Linked DNA regions of Callithrix jacchus: region 1 is linked to region 2. The links are chromatin contacts, called in public Hi-C maps. All regions are on one chromosome and are shown on one strand. Each heading gives the region's core, a stretch centred on a gene start, on an enhancer-like site or on the middle of the called end of the contact. The rest is flanking DNA. Distances are from core to core; before and after follow the strand shown. Region 1 has its middle 38 kb from the start of HEATR1. Region 2 holds the start of ACTN2 (actinin alpha 2).

Region 1 (7,234 bases), core at 3,546-6,045, 37 kb before region 2:
TTTATCAAACACTACTTCACTAGGAATTAAAAATAGAGCAGACATGTCCCTTGACTTTCCAGTAACTCCCTGTGGATATATATTGTGCATAGAAGGAAGAGCACTAACAAAAACTTTCCGACAGTGTGATAAATGCACTAACAGAAGTGCGCGTGAGAAGTATGGAAATGCAGGCTTGGGTGCAGTTAATTCTACCTGGAGGGAGAAGGAGAAGCAGGTCCTGGAGAGCCGCAAAGGACATTTTAGCTGTTCCTTGGAGTTGCTAGCAAATGGGTAAAGAGGTGAAGGGCAAACATTCCACACAAAAGAAATTGCCTGGGCGCGGTGGCTCATGTCTACAATCCCAGCACTTTGGGAGGCCGAGGAGGGCGGATCATGAAGTCCAGAGATTGAGACTGGAGGTGTGTACACCTCCAGTGTTATAGAATGAAGGAAAGGGAATCCTTGGAATCACCTGGCTGCTGACCAGGTAAGTGACCAGCATAAATAAACGTACTGCAGTCAGTACGTGACAGGAGCCTCCTCGCCCATGGAGGCATGGCACACAGCAAGGCAGGTGGCCTGGCAGATGGTGTTGTTCTATCTACCAAGGCGACTCCCTGGGCCAAGTGCCCATGAACTCTACAGGAGTGCTATTGGCCTTTGGCGAAAAGAATAACTACCACAAGGCAAGACCGAGAGGGTGTCAATTGGAGAAAAGCATGCTGGTCGTTTACTAGTAATTCTGCCTTCTTAATTGTTCTTTTTTTTTTTTTTTTGAGATGGGGTCTTGCTCTGTTGCCCGGGCTGGAGTGCAGTAGCGTGATCTCAGCTCACTGCAACTTCTGTCTCCCAGGCTTATGCAATCCTCCCATCTCAGCCACCCAAGTAGCTGGGACTACCAGCACATACCACCATACCCAGCTAATTTTTTGTATTTTCAGTAGGAACAGGGTTTTGTCATGTTGCCCAGGCTGGACAAAAACTGAACTCAAGCAATCTATCCACCTCGGCCTCCCAGAGTGCTGGGATTACAGGTGTGAGCCACAGTGCTCGGCCTCAAAATTTTTTTTTAATCAAGAATCTTAGAGGAAATATTTCAAATTTGCCTTCAAACCTTTTGCTGAATTTCTACAAAAGTTCTACTTCTATACATGGCTTTTCCAAAACAATACAAACCAAAAAGATTTTGAATGACACATTTGCCTTCTTCACCAAAGCCCCGTTCCATCATTAGAAGCAACTGTTTAAATTTAATTTTTTTTTTTTTTTTGAGATGGAGTTTCGCTCTTGTTACCCAGGCTGGAGTGCAATGGCGCGATCTCGGCTCAACGCAACCTCCGCCTCCTGGGTTCAGGCAATTCTACTGCCTCAGCCTCCTGAGTAGCTGGGATTACAGGCACGCGTCACCGTGCCCAGCTAATTTTTTGTATCTTTAGTAAAGACGGGGTTTCACCATGTTGATCAGGATGGTCTCGATCACTTGACCTCGTGATCCACCTGCCTTGGCCTCCCAAAGTGCTGGGATTACAGGCTTGAGCCACTGCACCCAGCCTAAATTTAATTTTTGATGGAGTGTGGTGGCTCACGCCTGTAAGCCACTTTGGCAGGCTGAGGCAGGTGGATCATCTGAGATTGGGAGTTTGAGACCAGCCTGACGAACATGGAGAAACCCCACCTCTACTAAAAATACAAAATTAGCCAGGCGTGGTGGCACATGCCTGTAATCCCAGCTACTTGGTTGGCTAAGGCAGGAGAATCACTCGAATCCAGGAGGTGGAGGTTGCAGTGAGCCGAGACTGGGCCACTGCACTCCAGCCTGGGCAACAAGAATGAGACTGTCTCAAAAATAAATAAATAAATACATAAATAAATTTAATTTTTAATGGGGTCAGTTTAATTGTCAAAACCTTATAAACAGCATTTCAAGAAAAATAGCACTTACATCTATTTTTAAAGATTCAAAATAAAAAACCTGTTCATTTGGTTGTGCAACGCCAATAGTTTTTCATTGAATGAACACACGGGAGCACTACCTTGGAGAAACCTCGTCCTTAGTCCTGTTCTCATCGCAATCCACATGTCACTGTCAGATTGTCAGAGTCAATGGCAAAGTAACCCCCTCACTATATCCTCTGTCATCCCCACCTCCCAGACCCAGGACAAGTTGGAGGAAATGGAGTGGACGACTGATCATTTAGCCATAATCACAGGCCACTAAGCAGGAAGCCACAGCCTCCTCCTCTCTCACTGCTATTTCTGTAGAATTTACTGTGAAATAAGACGGAATTGTGTACTGACTTTAAAAAAGCATCTGATAAAAATACCATTCATTCGGTTATATAAGGAGCTATAAGATAAGCTTGAAAATAGAGTGTATTAAATTTTTGAGGCTAGGCTTGGTGGTTCATTCCTGTAATTCCACTGCTTTGGGAGGCCAAGTCAGGAGGATCACTTGAGGCCAGGAGTCTGAGACCAGTTTGAGCAACATCGTGAGACATTCTCTCTACAAAAAAAATCAAAATAAAAAATGAGCAGGCTGTGGTGGTGTGTGCCTGCAGTCCCAGCTACTCCAGAGGCTGAGGTAGGAGGATCACTTGAGCCCAGGAGTGATCAAGGCTACAGTGAGCGGTGATCACACCAACACACTCCTCTATATTCGTGACAGAGCAAGACCCTGACTCTAAAACAACAATTTTTCTTTTTTAGACAGAGTTTTGCTCTTGTCGCCCAGGCTGGAGTGCAGTAGTGTGATCTCGGCTCACTGCAACCTCCGCCTCCTGGGCTCAAGTGATTCTCCTGCCTCAGCTTCCCGAGAGTGGGATTACAGACAGCAGCCACCACACCTGGCTAATTTTTGTATTTTTAGTAGAGATGGGGTTTCGTCATGTTGGTCAGGCTGGTCTCGAACTCCTGACATCAGGTGACCTGCCCACCTCAGCCTCCCAAAGTGCTGGGATTACAGGTGCAAGCCACTGCTCCTGGCTAAAAATTTTTTGAGCATTATAATGACTGTAGTTTTGTTAAACTGACAACTAATGTCTATTAAAAAGAAAATTCTGGGACAGGTGCAGTGGCTCACACCTGTAATCTCAGCACTCTGGGAAGCCAAGGCGGGCAGATCAGCTGAGGTCTGGAGTTCAAGACCAGCCTGGCTAACATAGTGAAACCCCATCTCTGCTAAAACTACAAAATTAGCTGGGCATGGTGATGCACGCCTATAATCCCAGCTACTTGGGAGGCTGCGGCAGGAGAATCACTTGAACCTGGGAGGCGGAGGTTGTAGTGAGTCAAGATCACACCACTGCACTCCAGCCTGGGCAACAAGAGTGAAACTCTGTCTCAAAATAAATAAATAAATATAGAAAATTAAGTTAAAAAATAAGAGGAAAGTTCAGGAATCCTGCCCTGGCTTCCAGAATTCTGGAGGAAAAATGTTCTAGATGGATATTCCTTTGCAACCTCCACAAAAATAGCCCTGCTCATATATATGTGGATCCAAACATCCATCACCTATGCAATGAATGGAAGCACAGCAGCTACGCTGAGACGGGCAGGTGTATAAACATATATTTATATGTGTTCACATAAAATGACTGGTCACATAGATGTCCTTGCCTACTAGCTTATAATTCTTTTAGGGCAGATTCCATCTTTGTTTTATCTTTATATATCTACCGGGTTGTAGCCCAGCGCCTTGATCATGGTAAGTACCAGATGGATGTTTGTTGGCTGGCGTGTGTTCTGCTGGGGTCATAAATGTTCAAGATGGATGCAGAGGTAATGGGGTAGGACGAGTTTTGCTAACACATCCTTTAAATGCATAAACTGTCCTATCTTCCAGAGCACTTTTCCAACATCTAATACTGAAGACGTCTATACACTTGATTTTATTTTTTCCATGACAAATAGGCTCATTAGATGGGACGCTTCAGGCCAAGAATGACATACAACTTCATAACATTCTCTGCCCATGATGTCGTCACGAGCACTTAGCCCCAGTTCATTTAGCTTATACAGTACTAGCCGCCAACATCATCTGAAGTTACAATATCGTTCAGGCGCCTCACGTCATCACTTTCCATTCCCTCCAGCTTCGAGAGTCTCATTTTAGCCGTGGGGATCACGCGGCATGGCATGTCTATAATGTCACTTGTAGAGATACCGTTACCGGTTTGCCCCTTTTGTCCAGTGACCCCACTCCAACAGCAAGCATCGTGTGCTCTGTGTGTGTGGTTTAGAATAAGAGGCTCCAAGAAGAGGGCTTTGCCTGCAGTAAATGAGTCACACAGTTGTGAACGACGCAGTCTCTCTGTGTTCAGTGGAAACTTGGGCCATAATACCCAGGTAGCTGTAACCCACATCACATTTTCCTGAGAGTAAGTGACAATAGAATAAAATCCCCCCTCTGAATATCAAGAGCTTCGATTATCTTGCAAATCCCCCTGCAATTTTTTCCAGATTGCCATCCTAGCGATGGAAGCAGGGATTTTAGGAACCCGTTTTTCTATCCAGGAACATCATTTTAGGATGATCATCTTTATTTATTGCTATTCACTTCCAGACCCATAAACGTAAAGAGGGAAATACAGAAATAGAATCAGAAAGGCAGGGAAAGAAAAGAGTGGAACAAAATACTTTTTAAGAGCTACATGGACTTTATGGAGTTTCCTTTCTAAACAATCCTCAGGATCATTAAAAATAGGTCCTGACTGCCGTTTTTGGCCCTGCAAAGTTCTAGGTCTTGTACCCCTTCTGATATAGACACCAGGCTGACGGATAGGAGTGCGTCGGGCTGGGGTCCCTTGCAGAGCAGCTGCACATAAGCTTCCGTTTGCCAGTCCTCTGTGAGCCAGTTGCCAGGTTTCTGGAGTGTTAGAATAGTAAACAGTTGTTTCTCAGAAACAGAGATAGGGTTATCCACAACCTCACATGCTAAATTTAAATTTAATAACGCTCTTTCCTAACCGTGGAGATCAGTGATTTTCAGGCAGGGTGGGGGTGAGGAGACATCTGTCTCCAGGGAGTTGGGGGAAGGAACCAGCATGCAGAGTTCAAAAAAGGCCCTGGAGTGATTCCGTATCCCACCTCCAAATCCCAACATCTCATCAGAGAGTCGCTGGCACAGAGCTGGGATGCTGATGGAGGCCCCCCTCCAGCTTTTTCTGCAACTCGTACACAGTGCTCCTGACATTTTCAAAAGGAATCACTCAGGGAATATGACACAGAGGAGATGTCGCAAGTCCACGGCTACTCTCCCTGAGGTTGCCCTGTGAACTTTCTCACAGCTATCGGGGGTAGCTAAAGAGATGGAAGAGTCTAATGAGGATGAGGTCGGTATAATTAAATGTTGATAACATTTGACGGAGAGTCTTAAGTTTGATCCTCAGAGGTGCGGAAGATTTAGAGTGGGAATTTGGATGTCATCAACCATGTCTTCAAAAGTCCCTGAAGAGGCTGGGCATGGTGGCTCAAGTCTGTAATCCCAGCAGTTTGGGAAGCCAAGAAGGGTGGGTCACTTCAGGTCAAGAGTTCAAGACCAGCCTGGCCAGCATGACAAAACCCCATCTTTACTCAAAATACAACAAATTAGCTGGGTGTGTTGGTGAGCCCCTATAATCCCAGCCACTTGAGAGGCTGAAGCAAGAGAATTCCTTGAACTTGGAAGGTGGAGGTTGCAGTAAGCCCAGATTGCGCCATTGCACTCCAGCCTGGGCAACAGAGCGAGACTCTGTCTCAAAATCAAATCAAATCAAATCAAATCCCTGTACACAGACAAATGGCAATGAGGTATGGCAATGAAGGCTGAAGATGGAAGTAGACGCGTCCTTCCACTCAATCTCCTGCTTTCATGTTATGTGCCTGAGAGGGAGGCTTCCTTCTTGCAGAAGTGGGAAAGCACAGACATCATTTGTTTGAGCCATGACTGGAAAGACCCTTTGACCTTTGAAACCAAAATATATAAGGGCTGGGCATGGTGGCTCATGCCTGCAATCCCAACACTTTGGGAGGCTGAGGCAGGAAAATTGCTTGAGCTCAGGAGCTCAAGACCTGCTTGGACAACATAGTAAGACCCTGTCTCCACAATAAAATAAAATAACCTGGGCATGATGGCGTGCACCTGTAGTCCCAGATACTCAGGACGATGAGGTAGGAGTATAGCTTGAGCCACGGAAGTCAGGGCTGCAGTGAGCTGTGATCACGCTACTGCACTCCAGCTTGGGCAACAGAGCAAGACTCTGTCTCAAAAGAAAATGCGTGTAAGGAAACCAAAAACAAACCTGTGTTTTAAAAATTGCTGGTAATTTTCTATTTGGTAAGCCATAGAGAATTGCACATACATAACCATGGGGAAGATGGTTTCCTAGTTCTGAGACTAACTTTTGAATTGGACATTTAGTTATGAAATTAAAAAGGAAATCCCAAAATGGGAAATGGGGACCTGTGTGGCAGACATTCTTGGATGGCTTCCCAACAAATGGTCATATCTGTACTGTAGGGGATCTCAAAGTGGTCCTGAGGCCTTTTAGGTGGTTTGCAAGGTCAGAAGCACTTTTATAATAATATAAGACACTATTCGCCTTTGCCCCCTCATCCTGCCATGAGTCTACAGTCAGATGTTCCAGATGCTACATGACAGTCAGAGCTAAAACAGATCGCAGCAGCAGACAGGGGAATCCAGGTGTCTTCCATTAAGGCAGATAATAAAGAGATGCGCTAATAAGGAAAACAATGCTATGGCACCACTAATTCCTTTAGAAGATAGAGTTATGTTTCATAAAAATGCATTCTTTACGTGGAATGTACGTTCACATGCCATGGGTTTGTTGTTCATTTTGAATTAGTATACTAGTTTTTAAATGCCTCAGTTTTCATTTCTAATATGGTAAATATTAATAGATATAATGCATGTAAATAAAAGCTCTTTATAGCCCAGCATGGTGGCACAGATCACACGAGGTCAGGAGTTCGAGACCAGCCTGGCCAACATGGTGAAACCCTGTCTCTACTAAAAATACAAAATTTAACCAGGGGTGGTGGTGGGTGCCTGCAGTCCCAGCTGCTTGGGAGGCTGAGGCAGGAGAATCACTTGAACCCAGAAGGTGGAGGTTGCAGTGAGCTGAGATAGTGCCACTGCATTCCAGACAGAGCAAGAGTTTGTCTCAAAAACAAACAAACAAACAAATAACAAGCCAAGGAGGGGTAGAGGGGTCCACAGAGCCCATCTGGGTACCTGATCTCAAAGACCTTATCA
Region 2 (7,834 bases), core at 2,627-5,126:
GATCCTCTGTTCTTTTTTTTTTTTTCCAGAGGGAGTCTCACTTTGTCGCCCAGGTTGGAGTATAGTGGCATTATCTTGGTTTGCTGCAATCTCCATTTCCCGGTTCGAGTGATTCTCCTGCCTCAGCCTTGTGAGCAGCTGGGATTGTAGGTGTCCACCACAACACCCAGCTAATTTTTGCATTTTTATTAGAGATAGGGTTTCACCATGTTGGCCAGGCTGGTCTTGAACTTCTGAACTCCTAACCTCAGGTGATCCGCCCTCCTTGGCCTCTCAAAGTGCTGGGATTACAGGCATGAGCCACTTTTTTTTTTTTTTTTTTTTTTTTTTGAGATGGAGTTTCACTCTTGTTATCCAGGCTGGAGTGCAATGGCGCGATCTCGGCTCACCGCAACCTCTGTCCGCCTCCTGGGTTCAGGCAATTCTTCTGCCTCAGCCTCCCGAGTAGCTGGAACTACAGGCACATGCCACCATATCCAGCTAATCTTTTTTGTATTTTTAGTAGAGACAGGGTTTCACCATGTTGACCAGGATGGTCTCGATCTCTTGACCTCGTGATCCACCCGCCTGAGCCTCCCAAAGTGCTGGGATTACAGGTGTGAGCCACCACGCCCGGCCTTGCTCATTTCTTAAGTCTGTTTTATCTCTGTGTGTTTTATATTGGATTTTTTCTATTGCTATGCCTTCAAGTTCATTCATCTTTTCTTATGCTATGTCTATAGTCAAACACACTAGTGTATTTTAAAATTTCAGATGTAGTTTTCATATCCAGATATTAAATTTTTTATATCTCCTATGTCTCTGCTTGACATGTTCAATCTGTCCTCTAAATTCTTAAATAGATGGACTATCATAATAATTACTCTTTTAATGTTCCTTTCTATCATCTAATTCTATCATCTGTGTCAATTCCAGGTCAGTTTTGATTGATAGATTGTTTTCATTGTGGATCATACGTGCCCGCTTCTTTGCACACCTGTGAAAAATTTGGTAATATTTCACAGGTGGCAGAAATTGCAAATTTTACCTTTGGGTAAAATATGGGTGTTGAATATTTTCATATTCAGATAGATATTTTTGAGCTTTGATCTGGGACACGGTTAAGTTAGTTGGAAACTATTATTTTCAGGTCTTGCTTTTGAGGGTTCCCAGGCAGGACCAGCATAATATTTAATCAAGAGCTACTTTCCCTCCAGGTCTGAGTACTCTGATGCTTTGTGGATTATAAGGTTTTTCACTCAGGCTGATGGAAAGGGGATTATTCCTGGCCCTTTATGAACTCAAGAATCATTCCTTCTATTCCTTTTGGGACCTTCTTTCCTTGGCCTCAGGTAGTTTCCTCCTATCATTCACTGATCAGATTCCAGGGGACTGCAAATTTCCAGGATTCTCTCTTTGCAGCTCTATTTTCTCCTGTATTTGGCCTTGCAAATTCTAATGCTTTGGTCTCTCTAAATTCAGTGTATGGAGATCAGTAAGCTGTGCCTGGGTACCCTTTATTGCACTGCATCTTAAAAACGTTCTCCAGGCTGGGGCCATTGTAGCGCTCACATCATTTATTTTCTGCCTCTGAGGGTTCATTATCCCTCTTTGCCTGATGACTAATCTCTTCAAAACCATTATTTTATGTGTTTTTTTTCCCAGACTTTAGTTGTTTCAGGCAGGATGGTAAATCTGGCACTGTTTTTTCCATCTCATCTAGAACTTTACATCCCCACAGTTAATTTTTGAAAACTAAGCTTAACAATGTAGTACTTTTTGTAATTGTAGATCCAGTTTCTTTTCCTTTTTTTTTCTTTCTTTTTTCTTTTTTTTTTTTTTGAGGCGAGTCTTGGCTCATTGCCAAGATGCAACCTCCGCCTCCCTTGTTCTAGTGATTCTCCTGCCTCAGACTCCAGTAGCTGGGATTACAGGGGCGCACCACCATGCCCTGCTAATTTTTGTATTTTTTTTTAGTAGAGACGGGGTTTTACCATGGTGGTCAGACTGGTCTGGAACTCCTGGCCTCAGGTGATCCACCCACTTTGGCCTCCCAAAGTGCCGTGATTATAGGCATGAGCCACCGCGCCCAGCCCCAGTTTCTAATAGTTAAAATTTACTGATCAACTTGTTTCAATAGTATGATTTTAATCCAAAATATAAACTTAAATTTTAAATTTAAATACAAGTAAATTAGCTCAGTCACTATTTCCAGGGATACTACTTCTTTCAACAAATGTTTGAGCACCACTATGCTGTAGACACACCTGTCATTGATGAATTCTACAACTGTGGACAAGACAAAATCATTGCCTTTGTGGAATTTATGTCCTAGTGAGAATGTTTTTAAAAAATAGTGATGCAGGCCAGGTGCTGTGGCTCATGCCTGTAATCCTAGCACTCTGAAAGGCTGAGTTGGGGGGGGGGGGATCACCTGAGGTCAGGAGTTCGAGACCAGCATGACCAACATGGAGAAACCGCGTCTCTACTAAAAACACAAAATTAGCCGTGAGTGGTGATGCACGTCTGTAATCCCAGCCAGTAGGGAGGCTGAGGCAGGAGAATCACTTGGGTTGTGGTGAGCTGAGATCGTGCCATTGTACTCCAGCTGGGGCAACAAGAGCAAAACACCGTCTAAAAAAAAAAAAACAAAACATTAATGCAATCTATTTGCTGATTGTTAGTCTTTCTGCATAAAGCCCCAAACGATAACGATAAGTGATGTAAAACTTCTAAGGAACAATGATAAATCCAGACAAATTCAACTTGAAACATGTCCACAAATTGTAGCTCTGAATCACAAAAATTCTGTAGCATCTGTGGACAACGTTTATTTAATTGAGATATAAACTGAATTGCAGGCAGGCATCCTATCAGCTCATCTAGTACCTAAGGCATCCTCTGGTTTACAGTAGTTACTTAATACATAATTTGATTAAGAAGTTTCAGCCTACTGGTCCCAAGGCTCCTCATTTTGCTTCCTGCAGCGACATAACCAATAGGGAACAGATAACCAGCCCCCGAGGGATGAAAAGGCGTTAAATGCAACCCACAGGGCGACTTGGAAATATAACACAAACCTGGCCGCTTGCCCTTCATTGTCAGCTTTCTTAAATTTATGACTGGCAGGTGAGAGCTGACATTTCCTGCTTTTCGTTTGGTCCTGCCATTTTAATATGATCGATCTAAATCCTGTGTCTTGATTTCCCCAGGTGAGGGCGGGCAGGATAGGAAGAAGAGGAGATTCTGTAGCTTTTAAACTTTACTCCTTAGGGGGCTGTATGTATGTATGTGTGTATGTGAGAGAGAGAAGAAGAGAAACAGAAAGAGAGAGAGAGACGGGAGAGAGAGATGAGAGAGAGAGATGAGAGAGACAGAGATGAGAGAGAGAGACGGGAAAGAGAGAGAGAGACAGAGAAGAGGAGACAGAGAGATGAGAGAGACAGAGAGGAGAGAGACACGAGAGACAGGAGATCTGCAATAAATCTGTGGGAACAGAGAAGAGAGATCTGCAATAAATCTGTGGGAACGTGTGGGAAACACGAACATGCAAATGACGTTTGGGAAACTTAGTGTCGGGCGGTCGGGGACGCAGCCTCTCAGGTGTCCCTCCCCGGGCCCGCGATCACCCAGCGGGGACCCCGACGGAGCCCGCGCCGCGAGCCAGGCGAGCGCAGAGGCAGCGCGTGGGTGGCAGGCGTGGTTCTGCGCCTGCCGAGCAGCCCCTCGCGCGATCCCGGAGGCCTTGGGGCGGTGGCTGCTGGGGGACAGCGGAGGGGCCGGCGCCCAGTCCAGCCGCACGTGCTCGGGGCGGGGCGGAGGGGCCCGGCGGGCGGGGCGCGGCCACGTGACGGGGCGGCGCGGCTCTTAAGCGGCGCGGCAGCTGCTCGCAGCCCGAGCTGGTGCTTCGCCCGAGACCCAGCGCCCAGGCCAGCCGCCCCGAGAGCAGCCGCGCGAAGGTCACCCCGCGCCCGCCGCCGCCGCCGCCTCCGTCGGTCCGTGTCCCGGTCCCCCCGTGCGTCCGAGCCCCGCGCGCCCCGCCGCAGCCCCGGCCACCCGAGCGCCATGAACCAGATAGAGCCCGGCGTGCAGTACAATTACGTGTACGACGAGGATGAGTACATGATCCAGGAGGAGGAGTGGGACCGCGACCTGCTGCTGGACCCGGCCTGGGAGAAGCAGCAGAGGAAGGTCAGCAGGGGCCCGCGGGCCGCGCGCGCGTGGTAGGGCCGGATCCCCCCGTGGGGCTCCCGTGCGCGGGGCCGTGGGGCCGGGCGAGGGGGCACGGCGTGGAGGTGCTGTGCTGTCCGCGTCCTCGCAGTCCCGGGGGCCCTTAGGAAAGAGGACACGTCCGGGGACAGGCAGGACACTGAGCGTCGTGTGTGTGCGCGTGCGTGTGTTGGCAGCATCAGAGTCGCAGAGCGAGAAAAGCGCGTTCTCCGTGTGCTTCTGTTCCTCGAACCAACCCGCGCTAGGCCAGGATCTGTAGGGGTCTCTGGGCTGCACCTGCCCCTTGAGTCTGTGACCTCGGCCACCGAGTTATACTCTCCTGGGCCGTTTCTGTCCATTTCCCCCAGTCTCTCTCTTTCCGATTGAAAGAAGCAAATGAACATCAGCTTCATTGCAGTTTCCACCCGGCTACCCCCAGAGTCATGGAAAGTCATGTATTCAATCTTTTGGGTTCCTGAGAAAGGGGTGTTGTATGAACTCTAGACATTTACCGATAGTTACAATTATTTCACACCCTATTTATAGTTCATTGAGGTAAGCACACAGGGACAAAGGAGTCAGCCAGCTTCTAAAAGCTCCTTCCCCATTTTGGTTGGCGCTCTCTGGGGGTCAGTGGAACATTCCACTATTTCAAGGTTTCCTCTTGATCCTCCTGGCTAGAATAAATAGGGAATGCTCACCAGGAGGTTTAATCCCGCCTCTTGACTAGGCAGGGAGCCTGGTTGGGTCAGGCATGACAATAGAGACCTGATAACCCAACCTTAGGATAACAGGGCTATGGCAAAAGCCAAACGCTCTGTGCTTCCCCCCACCCCCCATTTTTCTGGGTGTGGGGCGGGATAGATTTCCCTTCTAAGGGCCTGCTTTAAATGGGTAACCTGTGGTGACCATAGTGTATCTCTGTGTAGTTGGCCATGTCAGTGATTGTGCGATAGTATTTGGTGAATAGGGGTATGATGGTGGAGAACACACGTCCCAAACTTGTCTCCCAGCAAACAGCATTAGCTGGAAGAAGAGATAATTATCAAATAACCAAGCACTATTTTTATATCAGGACGTCTCTTGTCTACCCTCTCTCCTAAAATACCATTTACTATTATTATTTTAAGGCTCTAACTTAGCTACATTTCAGTCTGTCCCCGAGTTTCTTAAGGTTTTTGCCATCCCTACCTTTCTTAGAAACAAGAAAATGGGAGTAATACATAGAAAAAACCAAATTTCAAGCCCTCTACCATTTTTTAAAAGGACTGATTGTGAAGGAAGCACACGGCTTGAGGATTACTAATGTGTCATCTGGACCAGCTGATGCATCATCAATCATCACAAAGTTAAAAAGTGACTTTAATTTTTAGCAGTGAGTGTTTATTTTTAAATAATTTCCCCAAGTTTTGGTTACTGCATTTTTCATGGATTAAAAAAAGATAACTCCCAGGTCTTTGTTTCAAAAATTGCTTTCTTGGAAGGAAGAGTAAAATAGTTAAGGAATTGGACAGGTAGTCTGCCCATCATTTTTGAAAGTGATAGTCAAATCACAGTGCTTTCTGTTGCTTTTTAAAAAAATACAGTACAACAGCAAGTTAGAGGTAATGTCAATTTCCAAAGGCCAGATTGACATGCCTTCCACCATGTTTAATCTTTTAATATATTTGTAGTATTTTTGGATATATGGCTTTGTAATTCTTTTAGGTTTGGGATTCCTCTGTTGACTGTATTATTATAATTAAAGAATACTTGAAGTAAAGTTGATTATTTAAAAATGACATACTTCTGGTCCCAGTCCAAAATAATACCAAAAAGTTTAACATGAGAATTTTTTTTTTCTTAAGATAGTTTGAAAGTTGTACATGCTTGGGGGCTGAAACTTCATTAGGACAGATCTAGAAGAGTCTCTATTTCTACTTTTGATACAGACTGTGCTCAAGTCAGTAAAACAATATTGAACTGTGAGCTCAGGGTGGCCAGAGGAGTGGCCTCTATTTATGTCCCATGAGACAAACTGCTGGAACCGGACAAGGGTAAAATGCCATTGTTTCTATTGTGGGCTGCCTTCTCCACACTTGCCATTTCAGTGATATGCTGGGTATGAGATCTGTCAACAGATGCTGGTAGCACATGATGACGTCTGCGGCGTTAGAATGGATGTGATGCCTAATTATATCTACAGTTCAGAGAGTCTCATGGGCCATGGTAATCCTTGCTCTGTGCTGTGGAATGAAAGCCTGGCTACAGAAGGACTTTATAAAAGTGTAGTGTGTTTTATAAGAGAAGGGAATCCAGAAGATAGTGGGTTTAGCATGAGTGTGAATAGGCGTTTCCACGTGTCTACCTTCTCTTTCAAGAGTGTGTTACACACAAGAGTGTGTTAATAGGGTTAGGAATGTTTATATTTTCTATAAAGTATATCGTATTTTACTTCCTACAACTCGTGGGTAGAAGAAAAATGCCTGCATTATGTCAGATATGAGATATTATGTATGTACACATATGTATAACATATATATATATATATATATATATATATATATATATATGAAATGTTTTGAGTCAGGCTTTTGCTCTGCTGCCCAGGCTGGAGTGCAGTGGCACAGTAATAGCTCACTGCAGCCTCCACCTCCTGGGCTCAAGTGACCTCCATGAGGTGGAGGCATGCACCACCACACGTGGCTAATTTTTTTATTTTAAAAACTTTTTTGTAGAGTCAGGGTCTCACTGTGTTGCCCAGGCTGGTCTTGAACTCCTGGCCTTAAGCCATTCTCCCACCTTGGCCTCCTAAAGTGCTGGTACTGTGGGTATGAGCCACCATGCTCAGCCCCAGATTCGGTATTTAAGACGCTGAAGTGCTGAGGCACACTCTTGGAGTTGGAATGTTTTACCATATAGAACACAGTTTACGGATATTGATTTCCAAGTAAATCAGGACCTCTTCAGTGGACTGTTGAAACTTTTCGAGTGTTGGCGTCTAGAAGTAAGCTTCTCCTGGAATCAAGGAACACACTGAGCTAGTACCTCAACCAAAGCCTAATTGGGAGGTGACTTGTCAGAGCAGCAATGCTGAATATGTTTGCTATCTTCACAAGCTCAGGGCTCTGTCCTTCACTTGACTGGGAGGCTAGAGCAGACCTTTTAAGGAAATGAAATATGTTTCGATACATAAGGGGTCCTTATGTCCGTAATCAGTACATGGCTTGTTGATCGATACACTTTTCTAGGTGTTCCAGTTGTTTTTAGTGGTCCCTAAGGAAATTCACATTCATCTGCCCTCTTCACAGTTGACCTGGCCGGGTTCGCCTTGGAGCACATCCTGCCAGTCTGGCATTTAGGCGAACATGTTGCCATGTTGGGTCAGGTAGCATGGCAGGATGTGTGTGCAGAGGCAGCTGCCCACAGGGCCCGGATTGAATAGAGAGCCTGGGAGCCTTCGCGTGGCCCCTGCCCATTCTGTGGGCAGCAGCTGCTGATTTAGACCACAAGGTGAAGGCTCCTCCTGCCTGATGACACATACTCTTGCATGAATTTTTCCTAGTAGAAAAGGTACTAATTGTTTGTTCCAACGATTAACGAAAAGCTTGTGATATTTCTCAGATCCGTGAGACCCAGATGAGTCGAAGCTCTGCCTGGTACCCTC

The links. Hi-C and Micro-C count contacts between places; a contact is called where the count stands out from the background.
Region 1: a contact with region 2 is called in a Hi-C map of skeletal muscle, with 4 times the contacts expected there. The contact joins the enhancer-like site here to the promoter of ACTN2 in region 2. A contact is called at or near these places in 2 of 3 Hi-C or Micro-C datasets (both in skeletal muscle).

Annotation. Positions count from the first base shown.
Region 1 is chr19:48,741,277-48,748,510 of calJac240_pri, reverse strand. No RefSeq gene overlaps it. Among named protein-coding and RNA genes, the nearest start is that of HEATR1, 38 kb to the left of the region's middle. Within about 2 kb of position 4,795, at least 1 of the 16 cell types and tissues checked has an H3K27ac peak or open chromatin away from gene starts, as enhancers often do. A contact at or near this core is called in skeletal muscle, where this site is marked.
Region 2 is chr19:48,702,349-48,710,182 of calJac240_pri, reverse strand. It overlaps ACTN2 (actinin alpha 2), which reads left to right and starts at 3,876. Exons shown (of 21, transcript XM_035281481.3): 1 at 3,876-4,170. The coding sequence starts at 4,045.